2 separate regions of the Mus musculus genome follow, and region 1 is linked to region 2. A link is a contact called in public HiChIP or PLAC-seq data. All regions are on one chromosome and are shown on one strand. The core of a region is the stretch at or near the end of the contact, and the rest is flanking DNA. Distances in the headings are between cores, read along the strand shown. Region 1 has its middle 26 kb from the start of Dad1. Region 2 overlaps Gm30275 (a long non-coding RNA gene).

Evidence for each region. HiChIP or PLAC-seq counts read pairs in DNA pulled down with a chosen protein or histone mark.
Region 1: a FOXA1 HiChIP or PLAC-seq map of pancreatic cancer cells shows a contact between it and region 2. The contact joins two enhancer-like sites. A contact is called at or near these places in 5 of 484 Hi-C or Micro-C datasets (LSK cells, myocytes, pancreatic cancer cells and 2 more) and 3 of 115 datasets of contacts at active chromatin or transcription factors (embryonic stem cells, extraembryonic endoderm stem cells and pancreatic cancer cells).

The regions. Positions count from the first base shown.
Region 1 is chr14:54,225,192-54,230,848 of GRCm38.p6, forward strand. No RefSeq gene overlaps it. Among named protein-coding and RNA genes, the nearest start is that of Dad1, 26 kb to the right of the region's middle. Within about 2 kb of position 2,495, at least 240 of the 459 cell types and tissues checked have an H3K27ac peak or open chromatin away from gene starts, as enhancers often do. A contact at or near this core is called in pancreatic cancer cells, where this site is marked.
Region 2 is chr14:54,105,659-54,111,475 of GRCm38.p6, forward strand. It overlaps Gm30275 (a long non-coding RNA gene), which reads right to left. Exons shown (of 4, transcript XR_003951148.1): 3 at 2,763-2,886. It also overlaps Tcra and Tcrd. Among named protein-coding and RNA genes, the nearest start is that of Gm30275, 17 kb to the right of the region's middle. Within about 2 kb of position 3,278, at least 103 of the 459 cell types and tissues checked have an H3K27ac peak or open chromatin away from gene starts, as enhancers often do. A contact at or near this core is called in pancreatic cancer cells, where this site is marked.

The DNA of each region.
Region 1 (5,657 bases), core at 1,245-3,744, 120 kb after region 2:
ACAGCAAAAACCCATGTTCCCTCTCCCGGCCACCCCTGATTAGAGTGACCGCAGAACCCCGTCATTTCTAAACTGCCTCATCTCTAGCCCACAATGAAGCCTTCTGAGACCAGTGACGGGGACGGCCTCAGGAAACACCACCATGACAGGGCCACCCTCACACACACACAGGGGAGGAGGGGCGAAGAGCCTCAATCCCACGCCCCTCCTCGAGTGTCTGACACGATGCCAAAGACTACCACTGGGGATTTCTTTTAATTAAACCATTCTCTTCCCTGTATTAGATGAAAGTGCCCATGGGAAGGTTAGTGCAGCAAGCCTTTATCAACCATTAAGAACTTAGGGCAAATTAGTTTGTCTTTTTTTTTTTTTCCTTGCTCCTAAAGTGGTAATTCACTTTGTTCTATTAAAAAAAAAAAAAAAAAATCCAGGCAAAGAAAGCGTGGGTGGCTGAGGAGATGCCGGGCTCCTAAAAACTGGCTGCCATAATGCAGAGGCTGAAGGGGGACCTTGTGGGAATGGAACAGAGTAAGAAGCCTAGAAGGCAGTATAGGAATCAAAGACAGACCTCCTCACTAAACGTGAAAGAGGCCCAGCCTCGGTTGAACCATGCTAGCCCAGTGTCCCCAGAGAGCAACATCCAGAGGTCACAAGAACCCTAACGTCACCTGAGGACCAGAGTGAGGTGACGTGGCAGGGATTTGAAGGGCCTCCCACAGCGGTGAAGTGAATATAGATAGCTTCCAGCCCCAACTCAAGCGAGGCCGGGACAAGGCAGACAGGAGGCCACTGATAGATCAAAGTCAACTTCATCGCCATCCAATCAGAACAAGAACTTTCTCCCACAGCTGAGGCTAAATCTCCACAGGAGCTGAACAAGTGTGGGGAACAGGCAGAGACTCTTCGACGTCGGACTCTGGGTCTCTCACTGCTTAGTCTGGAAGAGGCTACTGAGGAAACCTGAAGACATGACAATGGTCACAAGGCTGCCACTGCTCCCAGACCAGTCTGGACCAACTCCCGAAGAGAAGGCACCCATAGCCCAGCAAACTCCTTGCCAGGGCCAGCTGTAAAATGGGTATCTCTAGAGTCTAGATAAATGCCCTTACTCCCTAAGGGGTTTTCTGCAGGCCAGCTCTGAAGGCAGAAAAAAAAACGGACCCTTCACGTTCCAAGGCTAGAACTGTGGAAAGTGTTCTGCAACGTTGTCCGGTGCAGCTGGAGTCACAGTTCAGTCCAGAAACAGGCAGGCTGGACAGGTGTGTGCTCTGACCACTCAGGCCACCCCCTGAGGCTTCAAGGGTTTAGTTTTGTCTCATTTTTGTTTGGGGTATACCATAAAATCCAACTCCCAAAGCTCATGTCTAATATCAAATCTAATAGTGTTTTATTACCAGGTGACATGTTGGCAAGGGACTATAGATGACCCTTCGGATAGGAGGAATACCTTGCTCACCAGTAGCTCCTCCATACCTAGTGCAGTACCTTGCACCCAACAGATACCAACAGATGACATCATGACGGTCAACACAGTCACTGGGAGGGACCTGAGCTGGAGAGGGAACGTAGTGGCGTTAACAGAGGCCAGGTGAGCCACTGTCTCGGTTTTGCAAGGAATAGAGTAGCTTGGCAAAAACTATTAGAATAATCAGAGCTTGAGTGGTGCGCCCTTGAAGAGTTCAGACTCACATTAGCTTCATGACTGTTGACTGAATCCTGCAGGACAGTTACCAGGAAACACTGGCTTCTAAAAGTCTAAAGACTCTGGTCCTACATGAGAACCAGCATCCAGGGCCAAAGGTCACTTAATGTCCATTTCAGTTTCCCCAGTGACCCACACAAACCCACTGAAACCTAGTTCCTCGAGCAACATGTGGGAAGAAGGGCTTCCGGTTTACAAAGCAGGAAGTCTATATCCAGCCCACCCCGCCCTGGACAAGATTGAAGTCTGGGTCCCCGAGGGATATTTCCCAGAGGTGAGTGTGAGAGACCTGTCAAATACTGTAACTCTTGCATGTACTGGCTACGGGTGGGGGTGGGGTGGGGTGGGGGGCAGTCTGAAGGATCGCCAGCCCTGCTTTGGGTAAAAGCCACATGGGTAACACAGCTGTCTCCTTTCATACAGACACACAAGGCATAGGATTTCCTCCAAGAATCACACAGACAGCTGCACCCTGAAATGGGTAAGCTGGTCAGATAGTGAATCAATAGCCAGAAGTAGAACAGGAAATGGAAAAAGTTTCCCACTTCCCTCCAGGTGTTTGGGTCTGAACAGCCTCCCACTTCCATGACGTCACGGCTGCTGACATGGGCAAACAGGTCCCCCTTTGAAGCTCTCCCGCAGAAGCCACATCCTCTGGAAAGAGGAGTTAAAAATACAGAGTTAGAGATAAGATCTCTCCGGGCCACGTGCCCAGAAGAGGTAGGCTGGGCCGTTACACCGCAGCCCAACCACAGGTGCAGAAAAGAAGGCCACGGAGAGCACATTGGGTGGGGCTTGCAGGTCTTGGTGGTAACACCCATTCACAGCAGCCGGCTGGGGAGGCACTGCGGCTCCACTCCCAAGAAGTCCCCCTCCCCTGACCTCTATTGCCCTCAAATTAGACAAGTCTATATACTTAGTTCAAGGGAGAAAGTCTATGTCCAGTCCAGCTTGTGCTGGACAGGTTGTGAAAGAGGCAGCTGCCTACACACACAGCTAAGGCTCGTTCCCCAACAGATACCTTCCACAAGAAGCCCCATTCGCTCTCATTTCCACTCCAGGAGGAAATTTAAGTGTCAAGAGATAACCCTAGTGGACATCTGTCTCTCAGGGTCCTAGGAAGTCGCAGAACCTGAAACCTGAAAAACTTTCGTCTTGGGAGTCCCACTCTGTTGTAGTGTCTTAAGGTAGCCACACGGGGGCAGCAGTACTCCACCAAAAGGCTTTCTCCCTCGGCGTGTTTATTCGGGATAAAGAAAATCCCTGCATCCTACGGAAAAACTCTTTCCAAAGGAAAATAAAATGACAAGTGGCTTCTGTTTCACAGGGTCCTGCCCTGTGCCAGTCACTGGACTCCAGACTTGTGTGATCCTCTCTGCCTGCAAAGAGTCTAGGGTCAGGCCTTCAGGCAGCAGGGGGCACTGCCTACCCAGGTTTAGGAGACCTAGCTACAAGAGAAACCCAGAAAGAAACTACCCTGTTGGAAGCCAGGAGATGGAATATGGGGCCCGGCAGGCCCAGGATCCATGACTTCACTCTGTAGCCTGTAAACCCGCAGCCTCAGTTCTCCTCTTTGTACCAACATTCTCTCAGGTAGTTTAGAAACGAAGGCTTTCTTCCAGCGGGATACCTGTTAAAGGGCAGACACTGTGTCAGGTTTCAGGGACTCTGACTCCATACAACTAAAGTTTAAGAAATGGCCAAAGGGGTCGCCCATAACAGGTACTCACATGCTAGGTGTCTCTAGGGAGAAAGGACTGATGGGAAAGGAGAACAAGGGTTTGGAATTCGGGGCGGTTGATCTGAACCTGGATGATGGGCACATCGGGGTAGATGCCTGTCAAAATGCATCCAGCTGGAAAGCCTGGGTTTGCTGCACCTCAGTGTGTGTAAATTAAACTCAAGATTGCCTAAAGTCAAGGCACAGACAGTCCGGGCACTGTGTGAGCATGGGAGACAGACGTAATGGCTGTAATTTTATGGCCTCTGTTAATATCTTCCTGGCAGTCCTCAGGCAGGCAGGGGTCAGGCAAAGCAGGGTCTGTAAGCTTCAGTGTCCTTCGTGGCACATTTAACTTTCCCCTGTCTCTCTCCATTTTCCATTATTCACACGGAGACCGGAATGCATGCCCACCTTCTCTCCCTGTTGTCTGAGGAGATAATGGTATGCTAATGCTTCGCGAACCGAAATCCCCAGGCAGACACAAAGCAGTGGGATGGCAGCACGAGCGAAAGGATGGACCATAATCCTGCGCGCTTGCTCGGATGCACCCATGCTGCGATAAAAGCAGCCTGCTGCGTGAGGATGCCGGCGCTCACATAGGCTTGGGGCCCGCCAGGTCCCCCGCTCAGCAGCGGTCCCCCACCTCGCCCGTGACTGTGGCCCCAGTAGCTTCTATCACGCACATCTGTTACTCCTTCCATGACTTCCAGCTTTTGCAAGGTCACAGTTTTTTCAGGACCACAGGACCCCACGGTATCCCATGGCCCCCCTGATGCTTCTCACTGTATCACCTGTGAGGAGACACATTTTTTTCCCTCCTCTCTGGCACCCCAGGGGCTTCCCTGATTGTAGGATTCCTTGAGCCAGTAGTAGCAGGATACAATCGCTCCAGGCACCTCCCCTCAAGGCAGGTTTTCTGAGAAGCATTCCTCCTCCAGCCAGTGTGTCCTACAATATCCTAGGGTGTGTTTGTCCTGGAAATGTGAGCATACCACCCTTCCAGAGTCCACAGGGCTGGGCAGTGGTGGCGCACGCCTTTAATCCCAGTACTTGGGAGGCAGAGGCAGTCTGATTTCTGAGTTCAAGGCCAGCCTAGTCTACAGAGTGAGTTCCAGGACAGCCAGGGCTACACAGAAAAACCCTGTCTCCAAAATAAATAAATAAACAGAAATAAACAAAAACAAAAAGAGAGGCCACAGGATTCCAGTTTTGAAGCCCTCCTGAAATCCACTTTGAAACCATCCAGTTCCTTCCATTCTCTGAAACATCCACATTAAATTTATCAACCAAGGAAAAATAAAGAAAACACCAGATGGAAGAAGCACAGACAGACGTAAGATGGGACTGGCAGAACTTGAGAGTGAAGTGGATCAAATAACATGGTTTAGGTTGTGGGAGCAACTGGTCTGTTTCATGGTCAGTCTGGGCAGGAAATACCCAAGGTAAACCTAAAAGACTGTGGTCAACAAAACTGCAAGACGCGATTTTTTTTTTTTTTTTTTTTTTTTGGTTTTTCGAGACAGGGTTTCTCTGTGTAGCCCTGGCTGTCCTGGAACTCACTCTGTAGACCAGACTGGCCTTGAACTCAGAAATCCACCTGCCTCTGCCTCCCAAGTGCTGGGATTAAAGGCATGCGCCACCATGCCTGGCGCAAGACATGATTTTTATCGACTCTAGGGCATCCTTCCTTCTCCTTGCTGACCCTGGCTGAGTTATTCCAATGATATCACATGAGCGGGCAACATCCTCGTCTAGAATCCCGAGTCACGATAGTGTGTGCTTGCTCAACATCAAAGCAAACATTACCTCCTTCGATCCTACAAACCTGAACCAAGGCAGCGCATTTCTCTGCCCCTTTGACAACTTAGGAAACATACGAACTGGCTTATATAAGACCACGGTGGGCCGGGCAGTGGTGGCGCATGCCTTTAATCCCAGCACTTAGGAGACAGAGGCAGGTGGATTTCTGAGTTCGAGGCCAGCCTGGTCTCCTGAGTGAGTTCCAGGACAGCCAGGGCTACACAGAGAAACCCTGTCTCGAAAAACAAAAAAACAAAAACAAAAAACAAACAAACAAACAAAAAAACACGGTGGACTAGTCCGAATGCCTTGGTTTCCCACCAAACAGAGCGAACACGAAGTCCTAGTGCTAGGTGCAGCCATCAGCTAGGCAGGGCCCCCAACCAGACCAGTTTCTGACATTCTGCTTCAGTGACTCAGCTGTGATTGTGT
Region 2 (5,817 bases), core at 2,028-4,527:
AGGTCATAAGACACTAGTTCTAGGAACAGACCATAAAATCCAGAACAGTATCATAAAACCACTCCCAAAGAACAGCCTAGGAATAACCACAAAAATGGAAAAATACCTTATCTCAGAGTGGGCCATATGCACTGGACAGCCCTATTTCATCACATGATTGAAAGCTCATGACATAGGAATGTAGACCACTGATCACCTGTGACCCCTAGCACCTACCAATGAAATTTTAGATTACCTAATCCTTCTTGAGAGTCCCCCTAGTTGCCTATAAGAAGGCCTATGTGCCTTTATCTGGGGTTGCCATTTCAAAGAATGGTTGACTCCCGCATGCTGGTTGTTTCTGCAGAATAAGCACTCTTTGTTTTTGCATACTATCTGAGTCTGGGGTCTTCCTTCAGCAATTTTCCAACCCTTACTTTTATACTTAGACAACTTCCTTATTCCCTGAAGATACAACCTGCTCACTTTGCTCCTTTGAGTTTCCTTGTCTTTTCCCTTACTCATTACTGTTTCCAAAACTGCCTGGACCAAAGGGGAAAGAGCAGAAGGATGAGGCATAAAGGTTCTACCCCTTCAGAAGTTTCCACTGGCAAAAGGCTATGACTGCTCAGTAGACAGAAGGTCTGAACCCTCCCTCTTGGATGGAGCTGGCTTCCCATCAGAGTTGTCCTCTCTAGTCTTATAGGATACTGAAAGAAACCAACAAGGGCAAAAGGTATGATCATGCCAAGACAAAAGACACAAGTCTCTTCTCAAGTCTTAGATAATTACCTCTGAGCGTTCCCATATCTGCAAATCCATGAAAGCTTCCTTATTGTACTAACAAAAAGTCTCACATCACAATTTAAAAGGAATGTTTCCTAATACATGCCAATAAAATACAGATAACTAAGCGATATATAAAAACAAATGTAATAACCAACCACAAAAAATATTAACATGTGCTGAAATTACTTTTTTCATAATATGGATATTACTGGGAAAGTTGTTTCATTTATCTTAAGAATTTATTTAAGAATTTGGTTCATAAGTTGCATGTGTGTTTAAACAGTGATGATAACAACTCCTTACTTACGAGTTCCAGGATCTTACAGTAGTTTGTTCAAATTCTCTTAAGCCTTTAATCTATCCTTTACCCATAAAATAGGAAGAATAAGTTCACAGGGCTATTACAAGGAGCATCTATGATGCACACCCCAGAGGTGCTCAACAAAATTAACATCCCACGGTAAAGGGGGTCTTACACAGAAAACACCAAAGGCTCTAGCCTGGGGGGTGAGGGGGCTCAGCGTCAATAACTATTAGCATTTTCTAACCCCTAATGTATTGCCAACATTCTTTTTCATAGAGATGACGTGTCAAGAATCTTCTTTCCAAAGACTAATCTAAATTAATTCCCTGTGCTGTTTATATTAGAAGTTCTAAAAGCCATGCCATCACTGGAGGGGTGAGTGTGTCACCTTAATAAGCACTGGTCCCTAAGGTCCCTCGCCTGTGCCAAGTGAACATGTCTCTAGTTTACTAGAATAGCAGAAACAACAAATTTTTCATAGAAACCATTTTCCAGCAGACTTGATCAGACATCTGGACAAAGGCAACGTAAAAAAATCCACATTTTTTATAAAGGTTGCCCTTGCCCAGCTTTAGGAATGCTCTCGTGAAGGGCCTCCCCAAGTTAGGAGCACAAAAGTCTTTGTACCCACAGATGACTAGGGAAACCAGGAATGTTAAACACGCAGGGTGTCTCCTCAGTGGAGGAGATAAAATCAAATACCTGCATTCCACCCAGAATGAGAGTGGGTCTTGTTAATGACCTGGTGACCTTTTGCTATTTGTGGAACCAGACCTCACCCAAATGCCCCAGAATGATTATCCCAGACTCTGCACCACCACCCCCAGACCTTTGTCTTTAGCTCCCAGGTAATAAAACCTATCCTTAGGAAAGATATCACATCTACCTATGGTCTCCTGACCTCTATGCTATCTAGGTCAGAGACCATGCTAGATTCTAGTCTGTTAGCTATAAAACCCACCTTCGTGGTTACATGTACTTTGAGCGGGAATTTCTGTGTAATCATGCCTTAAGCTTTTTTGTGCGCCTGGAATTGGAATGATTGCTACCCGGTAATCTGTTTCCTGGAAATTTTATCCCAAATTGTACTGTGTTTAAATATACTGGCAATAGAATGCCTGCTGTTAGACTTTCTAGAAGTTTGATCCGGCCTAGGTCAGGGTGAACTGAGTCTTCATTCTTCTCTTTGAGGGTTGTTTCCCTGCTCCTGTGACACCTGCAGGGACCCCCTCATCCCAGGTCATAGTTAATGTGCCCTTTTAAGAATAGAGCTTTTCCTGTCCTTGAAAACTATTATGTTAATTACTAATATGAAGGGTAGTATTCACTTATCCTTGTACTGTCCATGTTGTCTACAGAAGGTTAGTTTTTATACTACTACTTTGCCAAGAAAGCCCAGTTCTCTTTATACTACTACTTTGTCAAGAAAGCCAAGTTCTCCTAAATGAATCTCAGGGATAAATAAGTTCATTCTTCCATTAAGGAACCACAGGGAACAGGTCCAGGAAAACTGGGGGAAAAGCCAGGGAATCAGAGTCACTGTCTTGCCAGAGAAAAGCATGCTTTGATGGGAGACAATATCGAAGAGCAGTTCTGCCAAATCATGGGTCTGAGAGAAGTCACTTGAGACCTGAGGAAATTTCCACCTGCTAAAGGAGAGCTAAAAGCTCACGGGGGAGTCAGAACTCACTTTGAACTTTGTGTGTGACTTTGGATAAGTCAGTTGAGCTCTTTGAGCCTCTGATGGCATCTGCACAATTGAGTTGATAGTTGGTTATCTCCAGGACTCCTTCAGTGATAATCGATGTCAGCGGCTGCACAGAAAGAAGATTTAGCTTATGGAACAAAGGGGTTGACTTAGACAGATTCCCAAGATTTGGGGAAGCAAAGATCCCTGCCCTGCTGATTCCTTTGTGTGACCCAATAAGAATATTTTTGAAAAAGAACTAAATGAAAGACACTTATCATCAATCAAAGGCAATTGAAAGTCGTTGTCAGTCTCACACCTACCCCGGGAGGCTTCCTGCTCACTTCCCTCGGGACACCCCACCTCTACTTTACTGCCTTGTCATGATTCTCAAAAACTGTGATCGCTCAAGGTTGAAGCTTTTAATCTCCCAAGTATAAAAGGATATGCAAATAGGGTTCAGCTTCCTGTTGAGTCCCTGCCAAGGTCTTAGCCTGGCAATTCTGGGAAAGGGGCCAAAGACCTCATATTTCTCAGCTGTTATTCCCTCTTCTCTGCCCCAGTCAGCAGCTGGAGCTCCAGGCTGTGCTCTGTCTTTAGTCTTACCTTTTCCCCGAGTCTTCTAAAGAAGCATTTTTGCAATGTCCCTGAAAGGATCTAATATACAGCTGGTTGCCAAGTAACCAGACAGAGCATTATCTGGCTACATTGGAGAACAGTAAGTAAAACCAGAAAGTGTATATTCATGTATTATGACCTCAAATTTCAATCTTATAAACTACTTGAGGTACTGATATTGATTGAGTCTGAGACTGGGATGGCAATATATTATCTGTATCACCACAATGAGGTCTTGTACTTGTATGGAGTATAAAGAAAGCAAAGTGTATAGGTACAGTAACAGGCCTGCACAGCCCTCAAAACAGAGGTCTGAAAACACAGGACACCTCACAGTGACACTGAGCCTGAAGTTCCACTAAATAGCCAATGACCTGAAGCATACTCCCATGTCTCCTGATTGAACACACAGGCATCGAGACCCAGCCTTTCAGTGGAACAGAGAACTCACTAATATTCCAGTGCTAATTTACACATCCCAAACTATATTAAGTATGAGCATGTATTAAGCATAAAATTCTCACTTTTTCTGCAAATGCTATGACCTATTTGTATTTCTTAGAACTTTGCTTCTGAAGATAACTCCCATCAGGACCTTCTTATGAATTCTCAGTTCCATTATAGGGCCATTCCATTATAAGTTAACTTTCCCAAGCTCTTTAGAAGTCTCTGTGGGGAGATTTCTTCTTTAGTGTCTCTGTTATTACTCTAGGCAACCAAAACCCACTCATGATAGAACACTAGTAAGAAAATTCTCTGTATACTATTGTTCCAAATCAAGTCATTCTTTGGTGTCTCCTTCGGAATTTATTCTCTCTGTCTCTCTGCCCCCCCCCCCTCTCTCTCTCTCTCTCTCTCGTGTGTGTGTGTTTGTGTGTGTGTGTGTGTTCCATTGCCTTTACCTTTTACATTTAAGCCCTTGAGTAAACTCTACTCAAATATGTCCATCCTTCACATTTTCCACATCTCAGTTCTGCCTCCCAGTCTTACAACAATGATCATCTCAGATTATTTGCAAAACAGTTTCTTCTTCCCTTCTTACTTCTGGGATTTTTGGTTTGCTTTGGTTTGGTTAAAGGTTCATTGCTCTGGGGTTCAAGGGAGATATCTTTCAGGTCCATTCCATCTCATAGGCTGAAAGTTAACATCCACCCCTTCACATCAGTGACTTGACCACAGCACAGCCCTGGCTTGAACTCCATCAACCTTATAATCCTTGGAAGTGCTAACAATTCACAGGTCTGGCTACCATCACTATAATGTGTCTTTAGAGAAAGTTGGGTCATTGAGCTAACTCTACTGTTAGGATCATGGTCGAATCTTAACTTGTACGGTTTCTGCCACACTCCAGAGCAAAGAGTTACTGTACTTGTTCTAGGGGCTTTAGGAAGACAGGCAGATCACAGGCCTTCAGTGACAAAAGAAACACTGACACTTTAGATGGCTCCAATTTCCTACCCCATGTTTGCTTTTCTAACACCACTGGTCCTCTTCAGTGTATTGATAGAAGGTCTGGTCTGGTTGATAATAACCTAGTATAATAAGCCAGCACCAGCCTGTGTTGATATGCAGACCAAGTGTAAAATAAGTAAATCTGACACAGAGAAAAATATTTATTTCTAATATAGAGAGTCCAAGAATACCATACAAAACAGATCTTTAAACACCCTATATTTCCAGCTAGATGTATTTATTGCAGTTCCTGTACATTATTTTTGAAAGATGGTGATGAAAATTGAGATTCTCTCCTCTGTGTTCTAATCAACTCATCTGTCAGCGCAGATTGACACAGAGGGAAAATGCTTTGAGACCAAAGCATACTAAAAACATCATAAGGAAAACTTGAAGAAAAGAAAGCTTTTTTTCTACTCTCACTTTCTCTCTTTCTCTCAAGATTGCTTGCCAGCAGGGCTGAGGATAGTTCTGCCATAGTCTTCAACCTCCACACCCCAAGCCATCTGGTATCCATCACATCTGGAAGAAGGCTCTCCTTGTTCAGCATTGTGAATGCCATTCACCCTAAATCCACTAGTCAGACCTGGGAAAGTCTGTGTTCCAAGAGAAGTGGAAGGTGGTGGGACACATGGGGCCTGAGTGCTGGGAAATGGCTCACATCGGCTGCTGACTTGGCCTTCTCTCTAGCTCCTTAATCCGGCAGATGCAGCTTCCTTATGAGGCACCAGAGGCCCAAGGATGTTCACATCCTGTGGTTCTCCATACCTCTAAAACCCCACATTTGAGTTCCTTTCTAGTTCAGAGAACCAGAGCTGCTGGCATCGAGCCAGTCAACAACAGATGTGAGCCATAACCACCAACTACCCAAGAAGCATCTACAGAGACGGGCATGAGAAGCAGCGTCCCAGAAATTCTCATAATTATAGTCCCTTCAATCATTTAATACCTGCTCGGAGAGAGAGGGAGAGGGGGGCCTAGTAGACTT